Linked DNA regions of Sus scrofa: region 2 is linked to region 1. Evidence: chromatin contacts called from public Hi-C data. All regions are on one chromosome and are shown on one strand. The core of a region is the stretch at or near the end of the contact, and the rest is flanking DNA. Distances in the headings are between cores, read along the strand shown.

Evidence for each region. Hi-C and Micro-C count contacts between places; a contact is called where the count stands out from the background.
Region 2: a Hi-C map of liver shows a contact between it and region 1, with 4 times the contacts expected there. The contact joins the promoter of PNKD here to the promoter of ARPC2 in region 1. A contact is called at or near these places in 1 of 5 promoter capture datasets (fetal liver), 10 of 47 Hi-C or Micro-C datasets (blood, epiblast stem cells, fetal heart ventricle and 5 more) and 2 of 2 datasets of contacts at active chromatin or transcription factors (alveolar macrophages and skeletal muscle).

The regions. Positions count from the first base shown.
Region 1 is chr15:120,294,056-120,299,319 of Sscrofa11.1, reverse strand. It overlaps ARPC2 (actin related protein 2/3 complex subunit 2), which reads right to left and starts at 2,198. Exons shown (of 11, transcript NM_001190239.1): 1 at 2,140-2,198; 2 at 1,845-1,926. The coding sequence starts at 1,918.
Region 2 is chr15:120,342,569-120,347,832 of Sscrofa11.1, reverse strand. PNKD (probable hydrolase PNKD) reads right to left here and starts at 2,292. Exons shown (of 10, transcript XM_021076195.1): 1 at 2,173-2,292; 2 at 1,249-1,417. The coding sequence starts at 2,239. AAMP (angio-associated migratory cell protein) reads left to right here and starts at 2,382. Exons shown (of 12, transcript XM_021076200.1): 1 at 2,382-2,721; 2 at 2,724-2,807; 3 at 3,266-3,418; 4 at 4,428-4,547; 5 at 4,989-5,128. The coding sequence starts at 2,688.

The DNA of each region.
Region 1 (5,264 bases), core at 949-3,448:
AAAAAGGCCCAGAAATTCTAACTTATCCCTTCCGGACTTGAGTGACTACTTTATTCCTGCTGAAATGATTAGTAAATCTTTTTAAGCGAACTATTCTAAAAGGGAAAAGAGTTGAAGCTCTATAAGGGGCTACATTTCAGAATCACGAGATATTAAAACACAAGTAGATGTGAATATACTCTTACACTACAAGGCATGCTTCTACTTGAAAATGCACAGGGATATATCTTGTAGATCAGCTTATAACCATCCAGGTCTCATTTTTTGCTAGTTTAAACTTGCGAATTAATTCACTTAAGATCATCTGTGAAAATGCAGAAGTTAATTTAACTTCCTCCTATGTGCTACACTGCTCAAAAAAGTACCCAGCAATCACCCAAAATAAGCCACTAAGCTGATTCGCTCAAACATTTAAAATGCAAAGGAACTGGTAAGCAAAGCTGAAGACAAGAAGCAAGCTAACCTAAAATATAAGTAACTGCAGCCCCTGACAGGAAACAGTAGCTACTGCTCACTGCCTATGTTACTTCAAGGAAAGTTGTTCTTTGTTTTATAGATAAAATCTATGGCTTTATAAAAGAGATTAGAAGACACAATATATTCAATTTAAGCAGTTGGTTAAAAGCATTTTTTTTTTCAAAATGCCTCCAAGCCACAAGTTCGTTTTGTCCACTTAGAATTTCCCCTTCACCAATACTCTCCCATCTGTGACTCTTCAAGCACTTACTCTCCTATTCCTAGTTCCCAGTTCGCCAGAAACAGTTTGCACTTACTTCCTCCACTGTGTAACCAAGATGTGAAGCCCCATCCTCAAGGGATGGGGAAATGAGGCAAAGAGACTGGCCGCAGGCCATCCAAAATTAGGAGCTAAAACCAATTCCTTGGTTCATGTTTTAAATATTGTATCAGACAAGCGAACAACTTGGGGGGAGGTCGTCTTTCTACTGGTTCTGCGTTTGACAGAGACGGCTGCCTTAGAAACATCTCCTAAAGCCCATTTTTAAAAGGGCCAATGGTTAAAAACAGGTTTATCTAAGAACGTTACAGGCTCTGAAGGCATTTCAGTGTGTTATCTGGGCCAGAATTACTACAGAAGAAATCACAGGCCAGGGGTATGATACAAGAACTTAAAAAGATAAACAACCAGATAGAGGATACTGGGTGGAGAAAGGAGAATAGAACCTCAGAGGAGTGATAAGGAAGGGGTGTGGATGGGGGGGGTATTAACTTTGCTTGCGAAATGTGACAAAATAGGCAGTGTCTGTTACAGAAGGGTTCGGTGAAGGAAAACTAGAGAGATCGGGTTTTCCGGCTGCAAGACTGGGCCTGCCTTCAGCTTTCCCTCTGGCTCCTTTAGACGAGGAGGTGGGGGTGGGGAGCGAGAAGGCTGGTGGTGATCTGCGCCTCTTCTGGGTACATCTTCTTCACTCTTCCAGTCCTGGGAATCCCTGAAAACTCCTTCCAACCCAATCCCCAATGGGCTCTCTCCGGGTTCTGAACAATGACGGGAGAATACGGTGGGAAGCGGTCCCCTGCTCGCTCCAGAGGGCAATGGGATCCTCCAGCGAGAGTTCCGGTCCAAGCTACCCTCACGTCCCACAGGTCTCTTTGGCACGCGCACTCCTGTCCACTCACTGCTTCCGCATCCTTCCTCTGAGCCTCTCCCCACGCATCTCTGCCCCTCACCCCGCCGCGCCCAACCACCTCCCATGTCTACCCCGCCGGGGCAGTCCCTGCACCCGGCCAGGTCTCCCACCTCCCTACTCCACGTATGACGGTCTGAACGATTGGCAGGGGTCAACTTTGCCTCCCCCGCCACCCACCGGCCCTAGGCGCGCGCTCACCCGGCGGCCGCGTTCTCGAACTTGAGCGCGAGCGTCTCCTCGATGATGCGGTTGTTCACCTCCAGCAGGATCATGGCGGCGGCTGCCCCGGACAGGGGAAGGAGAAACAAGGGCGGGTGAGGGTGGGTAAGGGAGGAAAGGACGGAGGGAGCGGCCCTGCTGCCCCCTGAGGAGGGGGGCTGGGTGGGGAAGGTTAGGGGAGAAGGGGAAAGGGACCAGGGTGGGGGAAAGGGGAAGACGCGCGTGCTAGCCCGCGCACGCACTGACTGTGGAGACACCCACCCACCCGACCGACCTGGCCCCCGAAGCCTGAACCCGCCTGCCGAGCCGCCGCCGCCGCCGCCGCCGCCGCCGCTGCCGCCTCACCGACAAGCTCGGTCCCCGCCCAGCCCCCGGCTCCAGCCGGCCACTTCCGCTCTCACACCCACTTCCGCTCGCCGCCCGGACGCGCGGCCCCGAGGCCCCGCGGCGCCATTTCCGCTCCGACCCCTCGTGCGCGCGCACGCAGGCGCACCAGGTGAAGGGGCGGAGGCCGCGCGTGCGCACGCGCGATGCCGCGACTCTCCACTTTCCCACAGCCCCGCCCTCGGCCCGCTGTTGAAAGTGTGTCTCCCGGCTAGCTGTCATTCCTCGAGGCCTGCCTCGCGGTCCAGCGCTTGCATCCTGCACTCCCGAAGAGTTTACTTCTACGCACGAGGTCCTGTTATTTCTGACAAGAAGCTCACTGTTTTCATTTCCTAGTCGGCGTCTTTACTCTCACTTTGTGGTCGGTGTGATCCTTCCTCATGCCACACTAATGGCTGTCCAGTGGCACCATCGTGCCTTAATTTGCTCAGCAAATGTTAAGTGGGCTCCTGTTCTGTGCTGGGGATACAGTGACGCCTGAAACAGATGAGGTTCCGCCCTCGTGGAGCTTATAGTCTGGCAAAGGAAACAGACAACAAACTTTCAGATATGTAACTACAAATCGGTTAAAAGAGCAAAGAAGGAAAGGAATGAGACGTCACCAAAGTGAATAAGCCTCCCTGGGTTCCTCTCTTGTCTCCCTTTCTGTGCCTGGAGATGCCTCTAGGTGCCCCAAACGTGATTTTTTTCTGCCTTACCTCCCAGCACCTCTGCCAGAGACATAATTTTTTACTCATCTGTGTGAGGAAAATGAACTCATTTTTGTGTTGCGTCTGCCTGTGTGCCTGGTTTTGTACTTTTCCTTCTCCAGGGAGAATCTAACAAATTTAGCTGAGCTCTTTTTAGGAGTATTGATTTATTTTCTGCTAAGTGTTCTTAAGAAAGTATCAGGGAGGCAAAAATTGACAAAAACTAGCTCTTGTCATCAGGCCCAGACAGCTCTTCAAAATGAATTTATTTACTGGACATGGATAAACTTCAAGACATTGCAAATACCCCCAAATTATTTGCTAACTCTCTTTTTTTCTGTTTAGGGGTGCTCCTGCTTTCTTTTCCAATTCAGAAGACTCAAGTCATATTTTCCATCCACTTAGTAGAGACCTTCTATAGAGCTTCCTTTCTGCTTTCCTTCATTCCTCTTTTTCTTCTTCTTTTTTCTTTCTTTCTTTCTTTTTTTTCTTGATTTTTAGGGCCACACCTGCTGCTTATGGAGGTTCCCAGGCTAGGGGTCCAATCGGAGCTACAGCCGCCCTCCTACGCCATGGGCATAGCAACTCAGGATTCAAGAGCAGTGTCTGTGACCTAGACCACAGCTCATGGCAACATCAGATCTTAACCCACTGAGTGGGGCCAGGGATTGAACCTGCATCCTCATGGATCCTAGTCAGGTTCGTTAACCGCTGAGCCACGAAGGGAACTCCCTCTATTTTTTTAATGGCCACACCTGTGGCAAATTGGAGTTGCAGCTGCCTGCCTGTGCTACAGCCACAACAATGCCAGATCTGAGCCTCATAGGCGACCTATGCTGCACTTGTGGCAACACTGGATCCTTAACCCACTGAGTAAGGCCAGGGATTGAACTCATAGCCTCATGGATGCTAGTTGGGTTCTTAATCTGCTGATCTGCAATGGAAACGCCTATGCTAACGTTTTAACATTGTTTATTGAACGAAATAATGCAGATACATTACTAAAAGTATATGCAGACTACATATACTATAAAGACTTGTAATGGAAGAAGGAGTTCCCTGGCCTACTCTTTAGCGGCAATAGCCTCAACTCTTTTATATGTTCATCCAGATTAGATCCACATATCTAAATAAATGCTTACGCTACTAATTCTTGATTTGTTAATTTTAAAGATTATTTGTTGGCTTCCTATCATGATAGATAAGAACATGACTATCACTTCTGTTCTCCACCTCCACTGTTATGTAACAATTTTTAGTTAAACCAATAATCAGGGAGTTCTGTCGTGGCGCAGTGGTTAATGAACCTGACTAGGAACCATGAGGTTGCAGGTTCAATCCCTGCTCTTTCTCAGTGGGTTAAGGATCCGGCGTTGCTGTGAGCTGTGGTGTAGGCTGCAGATGCGGCTCAGATCCCACGTTGCTGTGGCTCTGGCGTAGGCTGGCGGCTACAGCTACTATTGGACCCTCAGCCTGGGAACCTCCATATGCCGCAGGAGCGGCCCTAGAAAAGGCAAAAAGACAAAAAAACAAAAACAAAAACAAAACAAAAAACCCCCCAATAATCAGTATTTAGGGAGTTCCCATTGTAGTGCAGTGGGGATGAATCCGACTAGGAACCATGAGGTTGCAGGTTCGATCCCTGGCCTTGCTCAGTGGGTTAAGGATCCAGTGTTGCTGTGAACTGTGGTGTAGGTCGAAGATGCAGCTCAGATCTAGTGTTGCTGTGGCTGTGGCTTAGGCCGGTGTCTGCAGCTCTGATTTGACCCCTTGCCTGGGAACCTCCATATGCCACGGGTACAGCCCTAAAAAGCAAAACAAAAACAAACAAACCAGCATTTAAATTATGTATAATTTAAATCTGCATATACACATACATATTAAATTATGTATATTTAAATTATGTATAATCAGCATTTAAATTATGTATGCAAACATTGTTTGCCAGTGAGCCAATAGGTGCCCTACAACCATGCCTTCTAGCTTATACAGACTTCCATTAAAAAAAAAATTAGTTGATATACAATGTTGTGCTAATTTCTGCTGTACAACAGTGACTCAGTTATATATGTGCATATATATATATATATTCTTTTTTAATATTTCCTTCCATTATGTTTTATCCCAGGAAATTAGATATAGTTCCACTTCATTATTTTTCTTTTCTTTTTATGGCTGCATCTGAGGCATGTGGATGTTTCCGGGCTAGGGGTCGAATTGGAGCTGCTGGCCTATACTACAGACACATCAACTCTGGATCTGAGCCACATCTGCAACGTATACGGCAGGTTGCGTCAATGCCGGATCCTTAACCCACTGAGCGAGG
Region 2 (5,264 bases), core at 1,043-3,542, 48 kb before region 1:
CGACTGCACCCCGGACACAGCTTCAGGAGACGGGGCATGATGGGAGGAGGCCCTGAACCTCTGACTCTCATACTCGCCCGTGTTGGATGCCCGCATGTTCTGCCGAGCCTTCATCTGCTTCAAACGGTCCTTGTCCACTTCCCGCTTGGTGAGGATGAAGAGGAGGATACCACAGGGGAAGCCGATGGCCCTAGGGGTGGGGAGATGTGCATGGGATTGGGGGAGGGGCCAAGCCTGAGCCAGAGGAGCTGGGGAGAATCCTCAGCTTGCACAAACACTGCAATATATCACATGTGTCTACTCAGCCTCTGTGCTGGCTGCTGGAGGGCCCCGCTTGATTCGGATCCTACCACTGCCCTGCTCAAAACCCTATTAACAGCTCTCCATCACTTCCTGGCCAAATTCGCATTCCTAGGCATAGCACAAAAGGCCTAATGTGGCTGGGTCTCTGTCTACCTTGTCATTTCTCTCCTCTTGAGCCTGACACTCCCCAGCATAAGCCCTGCCACCCTGCCCTCGGGACTGTGTAGGGTTCCTCAGGTAGCCCATCCTCTTCCCCTCTCCAGGTCTTGGCAAAGATTCCCTCTGCCTGAACCGCCCCACACCCGCTCCCAGACTCCCATTTTTAACCTGAGTAACCGCTACGTGGGAGGTACTTCTGTGCAGGTTAAAGGCAAGGAGTCACAAGATCTGGTGAGAATCCAGCTCTGAGCCTCAGTTCCCTCATCTGTGAAATGGGGATGTCACACTTATTTTGGAAAGACTAAAACATTACACTGTAAAGTATTGGCACACCTCAGGTGCTGGAAAAAATGTTAATTTCCCCCTCCTTTTCTTTTAACATTAGTCAATAATACGTACTAAAATCAGCGTCAGATCCAAATAACAATGCACTGAACACCTTGTAGGTGCTGCTACTATACAACTAACATAATCTCGTGGGAGTTCGATTTTCTCAAAGAGCTCAACTGGCTCTCACCCCAAGCTCCCCAAAGAGAGGATGAGGCCAGGGACCCAAATCTCAATCAAATTAGCTCAATTTACGCCACACAAAACCTACTTGTCTCTCCAATTCCACATACTTTCCCACCTCCCCTGCCCCAGTCCTCTGAGAGGCCCATGCTCACATCCAGCAATTCTGTCTCCACAACCTTGGATTCAGCTCACCACCTGAAACTTGGAGAAGTTTCTGGGTCCCACCCTCCCCTGGTGCCACTCCCCATTGGTGGGCAAAGGGTTAAAACTCACCAGGCTAGTCCCACAGCTTTCATGGGGTTCTTGCCCCTCTTTCTGGGAATGTATTCCAGCTCAGGGGGTAGGGGTTCAGGCTCCTCCTTGCACTCTGGGGAGCTCTGGCTTTGCAGTGCCCGGGTCCTGTTCTGGGAAGCCTTGTTAGCTGTGGCTCCTGAGAGAATCCCTGTGGATGGAGGCAAGGAAAGTCAGTGAGAGAGGATGAGAAGGAATCCCGGGGAGGAGTGGTTGTGATCTGAGGAAGGGGAGTGACTGCGGTCTGGAGTAACAAGTGCCAGGGAGAGTCCAGAGGGAAATGGGAAAATTGCCATCGAGGTGGCACCTTTGAAAGCCACTTCCACGTCACTGCGGGCTCATCACCCCGGTGCCAGGAGAGCGAGCTTCGCTGTTCTTCATTTCAGACGGCAGGATGTGAAGGACTGCAGTGGGGCTCACAAGAGGCGTATGAAGGAAATCCGAGAAAAGGTTTCCAAACTGCAGAATGTTAGTACTGGAAGGGAGCGTAAAGGTAGTCTACTCCATCCCCTCATTTTATAGAAGAGGAAACTGACGCCCCGAGAGACGAACTGCTTCGCCCAAGGTCAAACTGCTAATTATCCGTGGCTAGAACCCAAGCCTTCAGAAGCCCAGGGCTCTTTCCTCTGCACTGCGGTGAGTGTGAAACATCTAGAACGCGGGAGTCTAGAAGGCTTCCTCGGGGCTCCCTTTCGCTCCAAGACTCCAGAGTTACGGTGTAACCGGAAGGCTGAGGGGATGGAGTGGGTGACCTCTAGACAGCATCTTTTAGCCCCCTGACTCTTTAAGATCCTGCAGAGGGGTGCAGGCAGCAAACAACACCCTGACCTTCCGCTATCACTGAGCGAGATGTGAAAAAAAAGGGATCCCCTGCAGTCCTACCCTCCCCAGGGTCCCTCTCCTTACCCCGGAGGACGCGGGCATTTCTCGCCCCCCGGCCCTTCAGCGCCGTAGCAGCTACCACCGCCGCCATGTTCAGATCCCACCCCCCTTCACCGCGCTCCCCGCCGGGAATTGTAGTTTGCGTAAGGGGCCTCCCCCGCTCCTTCCGTCTGTCCTACAGATCAGAAACTACATTTCCCAGAAGCCTGCGGAGCGGACCCAGGAGAACTACTCTTCCCAGGAGACCCCGGAGGCGCGCACGCTCGCTTGTTTCTCTCCTGTTGGGGGCGGAGTCAGGCCGGGCGGAGTTTGGGTTCCCCCGACCACGCCCCGGGCTCTTCTCCCAACTCTGCCCTGTGATTGGTGGTTCAGCGAGTCCACCCCCTTCGCTATTGGTCGAGAGGCCGTCGCTCTCTCTGCCGGGTGGTCGCCTACTCCTACTTCCTCCCGGGAGGAGGGGCTCGAGTTCCGCGTCGTCGCGCAGAGCTGACTCTGGGAGGCGTTTGGGCCCAGAGAAGTGGATCCGCCGCTTGCGCCGCATGGAGTCTGAATCGGAAAGCGGGGCTGCCGCTGACACCCCCCACTGGAGACCCTAAGCTTCCATGGTGATGAAGAGATTATCGAGGTGGTAGAACTGGATCCCGGTCCGCCGGACCCGGGTGAGAGCTGCTGATCCTCAGGCCATGGGACAGGAGGCGCTCACCCCTGGCCTTTGACCCTTGCTTCCCCTCCCTCCCCTTCTCCCCCCACCCCACCGGTCAGTCCCACTGACCTCCTTCGCCCTTCCTCTCTCCCCCAACCCCACACTTAGTTCTCAGGCCTGGCCGGGGTGGGGGTTCCCCTGACGCCTCCTCTGGCCCTTCCCCTCACACACCCCCTTCCCATCATCCCCTCGGTCCTCCCTTCCCACACGGTCGCTGGCCAACCCCAGGTCCTCAGACCTCTCCTGTCCTCCGTCCCACACGCCCCCCCTCCTCCCTGCCGCCTCTTCACCCCTTCTGTCTGACCTCACCTTGCTCTCTTGCCACATGACCCACCCCAGCCTCGGGCCTCCCCACGCTTCGCATCCCACTTACCGCCTGTCGAGCCTCGTCTTTTAACCCTCTCCCCAAAGCAGACGACCTGGCTCAGGAGATGGAAGATGTGGACTTTGAGGAAGAGGAAGAAGAAGAGGGCAATGAGGAGGGCTGGGTTCTGGAACCCCAGGAAGGGGTGGTCGGCAGCATGGAGGGCCCAGACGATAGCGAGGTCACCTTTGCATTGCACTCAGGTAGGTGCCTGAGGAGGTCCGTCATAAACTCGGTCCAGGTGGGCACTTGAGCATCAGGCGTCCCCTGTGTAGGGCACGTTATGAGGGACACAGAGGTGGGAAAATGCTGGCCCTGCCCTGGAGGAGCTCACGGGTAGGGGGGCAGTGCGATGGCATGGAGGAGAGCTTGGCTCTTGGAGTCAGTTGAGACACTTGGGTTCAAATCCTATCCCTGTTGCTTGCCTGTGTATGATCTTTATCAACACCGCTGCGTTTTAGTTTCTTTTTTCGACAGTTGTCATTGGTGAAAGTTACTTTAGTGTGAATTAGAGGTAATAGTACCTTTTGGAGCATGTTTTTGGTAGTCCTCTTAAAACATTAGCTCTCTCTTTTTTTTTTTTTTTTTTTTTTTTTTTTTGCTTCTTAGGGCCTTGTCCACGGCATAGGGAAGTTCCAAGGCCAGGGGTCGAATCGGAGCTGTAGCCTCCGTCCTACCCCGCAGCCACAGCAACGTGGGATCTGAGCTGTGTTGCGATCTACATCACAGCTCATGGCAACTCTGGATCCTTAACCCACTGAGCAAGGCCAAGGATCAAACCTTCAACCTCATGGATACTAATTGGGTTTGTTAACCATGGAGCCACGATGGGAACCTCAACACTAGGGGGTTCTCAGTGAGGAATTGGTGACACAGTGCCCTCCTCACGCAGTCCCTAGCTTGGTGGCATCCCATGCTGAGAAATGTAAGCCCAGGACACGTACCCTCCTCTTGTCCATGGCCTCAGTGTGGGGTGGTCAAGGGAGCAGAGGAGGGTTCTGCCCTGGAGGACTGGCAAGTTTGGCAAGCTTGGGGAGGGATTTCTCCAACAACCTGAGGCCTGAAGCTGAGAAGAACTTGGAGGCACCCTTCTTTTCCAGGAGGAAAGACGTGTTGCTCTGGGTGGAAGGGGGTGGCTTCCCAAAGGTCCCAGAGGACAGAACCCTAGGTGGGAGTCCAGTCCCCTTACTCATGGAGTATCTCTTGGGACAGCATCTGTGTTTTGCGTGAGCCTGGACCCCAAGACCAACACCTTGGCAGTGACAGGGGGCGAGGATGACAAAGCCTTCGTGTGGCGGCTCAGCGATGGGGAACTGCTCTTTGAGTGTGCAGGTGCGGGGGTTCGGGGGAGGGGCTTAGGGGGCTGGCCCGCTGCCGTTGTGCATCCAGCAGCCATTTGTTGATCTCCATTTGGCCCAAGGGCCCCAAAGAACAGAGCCCTGTGGGTCTAGGAGAGGGAGGCACAGATGGGCCAAGGGAGTCTAGGAGGAGGCGACACTGGTGAAGGCGTATTGGGCCAGAAAGGAGTGGGTGCGTGTTTCGGGTGGAGATGTGGAATGGACAGAATGGGGAACACGCAGGCCTGTTTGAGTGGGAGACCGGGGAGTGCTGGCTCCTAAAGCAGCTGTGTGTTTGGTTACCGGTTCAGCTGGGACCCATCCTTTTTTTTTTTTTAAATCCCAGTTGGTCCCTTCTGGGGGCCAGATGCCTGGGTCCCGTGTCTCTGGCACCAGACCCTGACGTTCTCTTCTCTCTGCTCACTCTTCCCTGCAGGCCATAAAGACTCTGTGACTTGTGCCGGTTTCAGCCACGACTCTACCCTTGTGGCCACAGGGGACATGAGTGGCCTCTTGAAAGTATGGCAGGTGGACACCAAGGAGGAGGTCTGGTCTTTTGAAGCGGGAGATCTGGAGGTGAGATCTTCAGAGTGGGATTCCGCTCCGTGGGGCCGGGGGCGGGGGTGAGAGCTTGGGGAGTCCCGGCTGCCTTGAGCCGGCTCGGCCAGCTCTGAGCCAGGGCGCTCCCGATGTACAGCAGGAGTGCCAGGCC